2 separate regions of the Triticum aestivum genome follow, and region 2 is linked to region 1. Evidence: chromatin contacts called from public Hi-C data. All regions are on one chromosome and are shown on one strand. The core of a region is the stretch at or near the end of the contact, and the rest is flanking DNA. Distances in the headings are between cores, read along the strand shown.

What was found. A called contact is a pair of places that touch in the nucleus more often than the background predicts.
Region 2: a Hi-C map of leaf shows a contact between it and region 1, with 6 times the contacts expected there. The contact joins the promoter of LOC123046135 here to the promoter of LOC123046134 in region 1. A contact is called at or near these places in 2 of 5 Hi-C or Micro-C datasets (both in leaf).

What each region holds. Positions count from the first base shown.
Region 1 is chr2B:578,614,193-578,619,024 of IWGSC CS RefSeq v2.1, forward strand. It overlaps LOC123046134, which reads left to right and starts at 3,420. Exons shown (of 1, transcript XM_044469420.1): 1 at 3,420-4,406. The coding sequence starts at 3,763. The coding sequence ends at 4,173.
Region 2 is chr2B:578,836,502-578,841,478 of IWGSC CS RefSeq v2.1, forward strand. It overlaps LOC123046135 (protein BREAST CANCER SUSCEPTIBILITY 1 homolog), which reads left to right and starts at 2,620. Exons shown (of 14, transcript XM_044469421.1): 1 at 2,620-2,832; 2 at 3,074-3,127; 3 at 3,208-3,278; 4 at 3,357-3,464; 5 at 3,582-3,850; 6 at 3,978-4,083; 7 at 4,169-4,230; 8 at 4,345-4,445; 9 at 4,611-4,797; 10 at 4,905-4,977. The coding sequence starts at 2,753.

The DNA.
Region 1 (4,832 bases), core at 2,170-4,669:
TCGTGGTAGATCAACTCTTGTAATACTCATATCATCAAGATCAATCAAGCAGGAAGTAGGGTATTACCTCCATCGAGAGGGTCGAACCTGGGTAAAACATCGTGTCCCCTGCCTCCTTTTACCATCCGTCTTAGACACACAGTTCGGGACACCCCTACCCGAGATCCGCCGGTTTTGACACCGACAGGGGGAATGCCGACAGCTGGAATTCTGGCTGGAAAAGGAGCAAATATTGGAAACCTATTCTGCACAGCTCCAAAAATCCTGAAACTCCACGGAAGTCATTTTTGGAATTAATAAAAATTATTGAGCGAAGAAAACACCAAAGGGGGCCCACACCCTGGCCAGGAGGGTGGGGGACGCGCCCACCCCTACTGGGTGCCCCCTGTCTCCTGGGCCCCCTGGTGGCCCTCTGGTGCCCATCTTCTGCTATATGAGGTCTTTTACCCTGGAAAAAATCATAAGCACGCTCACGAGACGAAACTCCGCTGCCATGAGGCGGAACCTTGGCGGAACCAATCTAGGGCTCCGGCGGAGCTGTTCTGCCGGGGAAACTTCCCTCCTGGAGGGGGAAATCATCACCATTGTCATCACCAACGATCCTCTCACCGGGAGGGGGTCAATCTCCATCAACATCTTCACCAGCACCATCTCCTCTCAAAACCCTAGTTCATCTCTTGTATCCAATCTTGTATCAAAACCACAAATTGATACCTGTGGGTTGCTAATAGTGTTGATTACTCCTTGTAGATGATGCTAATTGGTTTACTCGATGGAAGATCATATGTTCAGATCCTTAATGCATATTAATACTCCTCTGATCATGAACATGAATATGCTTTGTGAGTAGTTACGTTTGTTCCTGAGGACATGGGTGAAGTCTTGCTATTAGTAGTCATGTGAATTTGGTATTCGTTCGATATTTTGATGAGATGTATGTTGTCTCTCCTCTAGTGTTGTTATGTGAACATCGACTACATGACACTTCACCATTATTTGGGCCTAGAGGAAGGCATTGGGAAGTAATAAATAGATGATGGGTTGCTAGAGTGATAGAAGTTTAAACCGTAGTTTATCTGTTGCTTCGTAAGGGGCTGATTTGGATCCATATGTCTAGTGTTGTGGTTAGGTTTACCTTAATACTTCTTTTGTAGTTGCGGATGCTTGCAATAGGGGTTAATCATAAGTGGGATGCTTGTCCAAGTAAGGGCAGTACCCAAGCACCGGTCCACCCACATATCAAATTATCAAAGTACCGAACGCGAATCATATGAGCGTGATGAAAACTAGATTGACGATAATTCCCATGTGTCCTCGAGAGCACTTTTCTCATTATAAGAAATTGTCCAGGCTTGTCCTTTGCTACAAAAAGGATTGAGCCACCTTGCTGCACTTATTTTACTTTCATTGCTTGTTACCCGTTACAATTTATCTTATCACAAAACTATTCGTTACCAACAATTTCAGTTCTTGCAGAGAAAACCTTACTGAAAACCGCTAGTCATTTCCCTTTGTTCCTCGTTGGGTTCAACACTCTTACTTATCGAAAGGACTACGATAGATCCCCTATACTTGTGGGTCATCAAGACTCTAGCTAATTGCTCTCACTTTTAATACGTATCCATATTGAGACTCAGAGTCATCCGAATCAGTGTCAAAGATTGCATCGACGTAACTCTTTATAACGACTTTTCTTATAGAAAAGAACAACCATTAAAGTATTTGAGCTTGATTTAGTCTCCACTCGACAGCGTATCTAGCTGGATTTACTCTCCACTTAACAGTCATCTGGATGTTTTAAGTTAAACCAGCCCAAAATATGTCTTCGTCGTGGTCGGATTGATATTGTTCATTTCCACATGTTTGAGTTTGCCCTCCGTGATTTACAGAGTGCGCCATATAACACGGGTTAGGTGCCTGGTACTTTTCTGTGCCCGTCTTAAAAACTAAAAAGACATCGACACTTGTATGTATATGGGACTATTATTACACATATGGCTGGATTTTTCTTGACTTTAGTCACTTTGCTCTCTATTATCCAATTTTTATTTAACAACCACATGATTTTGTTCTTCCTCCGGGAGTCGTGACATCCTATGACCATGAGTGCCTGGTGAACTGTCTGTCCTCATCACCCCGATAGTCGGATCGAATCGGCTGCTACCGCCACCCGTGCCATTCTCACGGACACGCCGCCCTATCTTACCATTATATCGTGTTTACCATGTCATTGTCACCTCAAGCTTTCCCTCAAACTTCACAAGCCTTCACACTAGCCACAATCTCAAAACCGAACTAATCAAGCCTCCGTCTCGGCTCCATCTATGATGACTTGGCCAACCACATTATCGCCGGCTCCAATTTGTACGTGACGAGCCCTCGTCACCTTGAGGCTCTGCGCGTGGGAGGGGGGGAATTGACTGACCTGCCAAAAAATAAAAATAGACGTTTGTTTATTAGCAAATTTGTATATGTATATGCACTCAGTTCTAGTGTTGTATATCTCTTGCATTTTTTTGGAACAAAATCTTTTTAGAGGATTGCTTCTTGTGTAAGTATAGTTGCTAATTACTCTCTCTGTTCCTAAACACAAGTCTTCTTAGAGATTTCAATGCGAACTACCTACCAAGCAAAATGAGTAAATCTACATTCTAATATATATGCATATATACATCTACATGTAGTTCATGTTGGAATCTCTAAAAAGAATTATATTTAGGAACGGAGGGAGTATTTCCCAACTGGTATTAGCGGTATTAGCTGACATCTAAGACATCTTCTTGTTTTACGTCTTCGATTTGATTAGCAAAAAATGTGTTATTTGTCATATAAAATATACTTGTGGCATGTTATATATATTTCAACTGTTAAACTGACGACCTAAGTTCCTGTGCCATACTTATATTCCCATCCGGAGAGATTATTCATCATGCAAGGACACACCGGATACTTGAGAAACCAAAAGAAGTTTGTAGATTTATCAGCAAAGGAAAATGGAAGCAACATAGGAGTGTCTTGATTTTATTAAATTTTCTACAATTAGGAGTGTCTTGATTATATGCCTATCCGGGCCCAAACACCAGGCGGCCGAGACACTAAAAAAACGTACACCCCAAAACTTCCACGCAGCTGCCACTGGCAGGTGGACCTACGAATCGACCCAGCTGCAAAATCCTTTGCCTGGACACGCTCCCTGGAATTCCCCATCCACCCCGTCCCCTCGCCACACGACTGCGCGAACACACATCCCACCACCGCACGTAATTACCCATCCACCCTTCCCGTCTCCCCACAACCACGAGCACGCCCCTCGGCTGAGGTCCCTCTGCACGAAAGCGCGGTGGCACGGGCGTAATTCCCTCCGAAGCCCGGGGGCCTTCTCTGGCGCGCTCTAGTATAAATAGGAGGCAACCCCCCTCCTGACGCCCCCCCGTCTCTTATAAGCCAGAAGAATTTTCTCTCGCCTCCTCCCCCTCCTCCAGTGCTCTCCCCGTCTCTCCTCCGATCTTTCTCTCGTCTCGTCCCGTTGTTTCCTCCCCTCCTCTCGTTCGGCCCCTGCGCTGTGAAGTTACCGTCCTGCCCCCGGTGGGCCCCACGGCCATCAACCTCCTGAAGATTTTTTTCCCTCCCAATAATTGTTTTTATTTCTTTCTTTTTTTGCATCCTCCACATACATACATATCCCATCAGAAACCGCTTTCCTCCCCATCGACGGCTCCTCTTGGCTGGCGCTGCTGACGTGGCGAGGTCCCAGCCGTTGATATGTCGCTGAGCGAGAAGCTGGAAGCGGCGCGTATCGCACTGGGCAAGCGCAAGGAGCGGGAGCTGCAGCAGCTGGGCCCCGCCCCGGCCCCGGCCCCGGCCCCAGCCCCAGCCCTAGCCCCAGAGCCTGCAGCTAAAGCCGAGCTGTCCAAGCCGGCTCGGGCCGGCAACAGCAAGCTGCTAGCCGGGAATCTGGCCCACGAGTTCCTGACCCACGGCACGCTCCTGGGCCGCCGGATCGAGCCGAGCCATCACCACCAACCCGCTGCCGCGGCCGCCTCCCCGCGGCCCGAGCCCGAGCCGAAGAGGAGGTACGCGGAGCTGTCCTGGCTGCTGATGACGAACGGGGCCCACATCCCCGGCGTCGTCAACCCCACGCAGCTCGGCCGCTGGCTCCAGATAAAGGAGTGACGCCGCCGCCCGCCGCCCCCATCGGCGCCCAGAAGAACCACCACCAGGAGGAGGAGGAAGGGCAGCAGCACATCAAGACAAAGCGGTTTCGTCGTTCGCCTCGCCTCTCCCATCCCCTCCCCTTGTCTTCTTTCCTAGATCTAGCGAGAAAACTTATTGCTGTTGCTGTTGTACTTAGCGCTATCCGTTCGATGCATTGGCACTGCTAGTCTTTAATTTCTTCTCCCGTATCATTCATGCGTGTTCGCTTCTTCTTTTTTATTGTCTGCGCCGCGCTCGACTCGATAGCAAAAGCCGATCGATGATGGATGGATCGATCGTGGCGGAAATGTTGCCATGTATGGCGACGCAACGAGCATGGCGTGCGCTGCTCGGTTGTTGGTCCCCGTTTTTATTTCCGTCTCCGTGTCTGGGTGGGCATGGGCGCATTCGGTTTGGTTTGGTTTGGGTGAGCGCCCCGGTCCGGAGCTCTGCTCCGTAATAAATACAGGCAAGCTGGCGCCCACCGCGTGCCAGGTGAAGGATCAAAGAACCGGGCGCGTGGTAGATATGTCATCCCATCTGTGTATGTTTCGTAGTAGTCGTATACTAGTAGTATACAGTAGTACGTGGTGCCGATTGATTATTCAGAGAGGCATTGGTTGTGACCTTTACATGAG
Region 2 (4,977 bases), core at 1,370-3,869, 220 kb after region 1:
GATCCAAGTTGTGCATACCATTTTTTCTTTTTTATTTTTTATTTCATGTTCTTTTTTGTTTCTTTTCCTTTTCTATTTCTCTTGTTCTTTTTTATGTTGTGAACATCTTCAAATTTGCGAATGCCTTTTGAAATCATGAACAATTTTTAAATTATGAACATTATTTTAATTGTGTTTTTTCTGAAATCTTGAACATTTTTTTGAAATCTTGAACATGTATTTACAAATCCATGTTATTTTTTAAAAAATTGTGAACTTTTTTACACATTTACAAACATTTTTCAAATCATTTTTTAGAATTCTCAACATTTTTTAAATGCGGATATTTTTGAATTCATGTATATTATTACAAGTCATGATTTTGTTCTAGAAATGCGAACATTTTCTAAATCAACAAACATTTTTCTAAAACTCCTGAATATTTTTTGAAATCATGATTTTCAAAAAAAAATCACATTCCTTTTCCATATCCGGGAACATTTTTCGAAATTGTGCACGTGTTTTGTATTCATGTAAATTTTCTGAAATCCATGAACATATTTTTAAAACTCATGAATATTTTCTGAATTCATGATTTGTTTTCAAATTCACTTATTTTTTCAAATGTGGGACTTTTTTTAATTCACAGACATTTTTGAAAATTGGAAACATTTTTTGTTTCCACATTTTTAAAATCTGACAACATTTCTAAATTTGGTTAATATTTTTAAATTCGATTGTTTGTTGAAACCCTGAACATTTTTTAATAATGAAGCATTTTGTTTTACAAAAACGGGAAAAAAGAACCAGGCGCCTGCTCCGCGCTTGGGCTGGCCCAAAAGCGTGCGGGGGTGCGCGTTTGCGTGTTTCCCGCCGCACAGGTCAATGAAAAGGAGGTCTCCAGTTGTCGCTGCTGCCGAAGGTGGGCTTTGCTAGGCCGCGCTCCACGATTGGTGGCTAGGTCGCCACCCTTCCTTCAACTTCAAAGCAGCCAGTTTTCCCACGGAATCTCCCCCCGCCCTGCCCGAAAATTTCCCGCGGATGGCACCCGATTCCGAGCCGCGTCCACGTGCCTTCGAAACATTTCCTCCTTCCCGATGGCGCCACTTCCTCCCCGCCATTTCCAGAGCTGGCCCGGGTATTTCACCGCCTCCAGAGCTAGCGTTCTCGCACCATCGTAGCACACCCCTTCTTCGTGTGGAGAGTGCTAGCCAGGAGCGCGGGCGTGAGCGGCGGAGATGGAGGGCATGAGGAGTTTCGTCAACCCGCTGAAGCTCAACGTGTAGAAGATGGGGCTGGAGCTCACCTGCCCCGTCTGGCATTTCCCGCTGAATCGTGTGGGCCCATCACATGCTGGGTATGCCTGGCACGACCCAAGTAGCCAGCTCTGGTGACACATCAGTTGGGTGGTTCCTATTTATCGCGTAGGTTGAAGGTTGTCGACCAAACACACACCCGACCGTGATGGCTACATGAATTTGGGCCGATCCAAAGTAGTGCATACATTTTTTCTTTTTTCTTTTTTATTTCATGTTCTTTTTTGTTTCTTTTCCTTTTTTATTTGTCTTGTTGTTTTTCATGTTGTGAACATCTTTCAATTTCGCGAATGCCTTTTGAAATTATGAACAATTTTTAAATTACGGACATTATTTTAATTGTGATTTTTCTGAAATCTTGAACATTTTTTTAAATCATGAACATGTATTTACAAATCCATGTTATTTTTTGAAATTATGAACTTTTTTACATATTCACAAACATTTTTCAAATCATGAACTTTTTTAGAATTCTCAACAACTTTGAAATGCGGATATTTTTGAATTCATGTACATTTTTACAAGTCATGAATTTGTTTTTGAAATTGTGATTAGTTTCAAAATTGCGAACATTTTCTAGAATCCACAAACATTTTTCTAAAACTCATGAATATTTTTTGAAAACACGATTTTTCAAAAAAAAGAAACATTCCTTTTCCAAATCCGGGAACATTTTTCGAAATTGTGCACATATTTTGAATTCATGAAAATTTTCTGAAATCCATGAACATATTTTTAAAACTCATGAATATTTTCTGAGTTCATGATTTGTTTTCAAATTCACATATTTTTTCAAATTTGGGAACTTTTTTGGATTCACGGACATTTTTGAAAATTGGAAACAATTTATGTTGTCAAGAACATTATTTTCCACATTTTTAAAATCCTACTACATTTCTAAAATTGGTGAATATTTTTAAATTCGATTGTTGGTTGAAACCCTGAACATTTTTTAATAATGAAGCATTTTGTTTTACAAAATAAAACAGGGCGCCCGCCCCGCGCTTGGGCTGGCCCAAAAGCGTGCGGGGGTTCGCGTTTGCGTGCTACCCGCCGTGCAGGTCAATGAATAGGAGGTATCCATCAGCTTTCCTCGAAAAAAAAAAGGTATCCATCAGCTGCCGCCGGAGGTGGACCGGGGTTTGCTAGGTCTTCCTGCTGTCGCCGCCAATCCTACGCACCCTTCCTGCAAAGCAGCCAGTTTTCCCACAGAAGCTCCCCCCGCCGCCCTGCCCGAAAATTTCGCGCGGATGGCGCCCGATTCCGAGCCGCGTCCACGCGCCCTCGAAACATTTCCTCCTTCCCGCTGGCGCCACTTCTCCCCCCCCCCCCCCCCCCCCCCCATTTCCAGAGCCGCCCCGGGTATTTCACCATCACCGCCTCCAGAGCTAGCCTCCTCGCGCCATCACAGCACAACCCTTCTTCGTCTGGAGTGTTGTTAGTCAGGAGCGGCGGAGATGGAGGGCATGAGGAGGTTCGTCAACCCGCTGAAGCTCAACGTGCAGAAGATGGAGCTGGAGCTCACCTGCCCCGTCTGGTACGCCGCCTCGCCCTCCCTTCCCTTCCCCCCCCCCCCCCCCCCACCCCGCATCTTAGTTCTCTGGATCCAGATGCGGACTGAGGCTACAACTTTGTATGCTTCTCGCGAGGATCCCATACAATATGAGCACCGATAATACTTGCATACAAAAAAGTGGACTTTCCTAGATCTGGGTCCGGGTAAAGCTTTGCCTCCTTGATTTGTAACGACTGACGATCTCATTTTTTTTTTTTTGCAGCCTGAAGTTGCTCAGCGCGCCTACGATGCTGCCGTGTTGCCACACATGCTGCAGGTTACTACTCTTACAACCTAACCGATGTGCCATTCTCTCTACTCACATCGCCTTGTGACGAATTTCTTGAATTTTTCCAGCAAATGTGCCACTCCGCAGGCTATGAATGGCCACAGCTGCGCCATTTGCAAACTAGTCTACCATCCTCAAGGTACACATCGTGGTAAACCGTGGCGTTTGGTTACGGAGTTTTCACTAATTGCTCGCCTGATATCGAAACCACTTGCAGATTTAAGACCTGCTTCTCAAATTGAGGCGTTAGTGAACATTCAGAGGAGCATAAGCTCTACGGTCAGCAGCATGTCTCTGCAGCTCGGGACTCAAGCAGACATTCATGGTACACTGTTGACCAATTCCTGTTTTTGTGCTCTCAGAACAATAAGCACAAGGTTTCTTCTAGTTGCGAGACCATACTAGTATGTTGGTTGATTTGAAAAATTCTTCTTTTGGTCAGTTGCAAAGGCTACATCTCAAGGAACTCCAGAATCAGGAACGACAAGTTCTTACAACCTGGATGCTTCAAAGCTGCCATGTAACCAAGCATCTGGACCTGCAAATGAAAATGCTGATGGTGTGCAAGCAATGGATCCTGCACCAGGAAACAGAACTAATGATGTGGCAGTTGAGCCAACGGTTATTGTACAGACAGGACCGTGTGGGTCTCAAACTCCTGTTGGCTCTGGGGATCTGGAATGTGATAGCAATGACCTTGAAGGAGAGTTGGTAATATTCTATCTTTTGCAGAGTAATAACTTGTTTCTACAAGCAAATTTGCTTTTCCCTCTCTTTGCATCTGGTATATCCTCTTTATAATGAAAAATCTCACTCCTGAAACCGGTCATTCTGTCAGATAACAAGCGGATCACCTCCTCAGAGTACTTTGAAAAGAGGGCCAAATGTAACAGATGACAGTACTAGAGGACTGAAGAGGCAAAAATCCTCAGATCAGAGTGAAAGTAAGTACTATTTAGTTTCTAACTAGTTACCTTTCTGAATTTCCAGAAATGGAAGACACTAATGTGATTGCAAACATCAATGCAGAACAACCAAGTATGAATGCTGCATGGAAATGCGAGTTTTGTCACTCTTCCGAAATCAGTGAGGTCAGACAATGGGCAAAATTTGATCTGTGTGCTTTATTCACCCACCGCTGTTTGACTAGCGATGCCACTGACTGTTTGTATACTGCATAATCTAATGTACTTTTTAAAACTCAGTGTACTGGCCCTTTGTTGCATTGTTTGGATGAAGCACTAGTGAAGGATGATCAAGCATGGAAATCTAATGTTCTCCATGTCCACGAGAAATGTGCTGAATGGTATGTTCCATGCAAGATTTGAGCTTATCTTTCTGTATTTACAAAAGAGCTTACTTCTCTGACTGAAAACATCCATTTCACTTTGCATTTTTGTGGTTTTGTTTGTCTTATATGGCTTGTTTCTAGTATCTGTGTTGTGATTACTAAGTTACAATACCAATACAGGGCTCCTCAGGCATACTTTGAAGGTGATATGGTTAAAAAGTTGGAGTCTGAGTTGGCCCGCTCTTCGAAGATGAAGTGTGGTATTTGTGGATTAAAAGGTGCGGCACTGGGCTGTCTTTTTAAGAGCTGCCGCAAGAGCTACCATTTACCATGTGCCCGTGGGGTCTCAGGCTGCAGATGGGACGAAGTAAGTCCTGCATCCTTTTTTTGATCTGCATTATGTTAAAATGCAGTTCCTTTTTCTGGTAAACATTTTCTCAAGTCCTATAATCAAATAAATGTGATGTGCTTTAGGGAGAGTTTGTTATGCTGTGTCCTACCCATTCATCAAAGAGGCTGCCATGTGAGAGATCGAAGTCAAAAAACA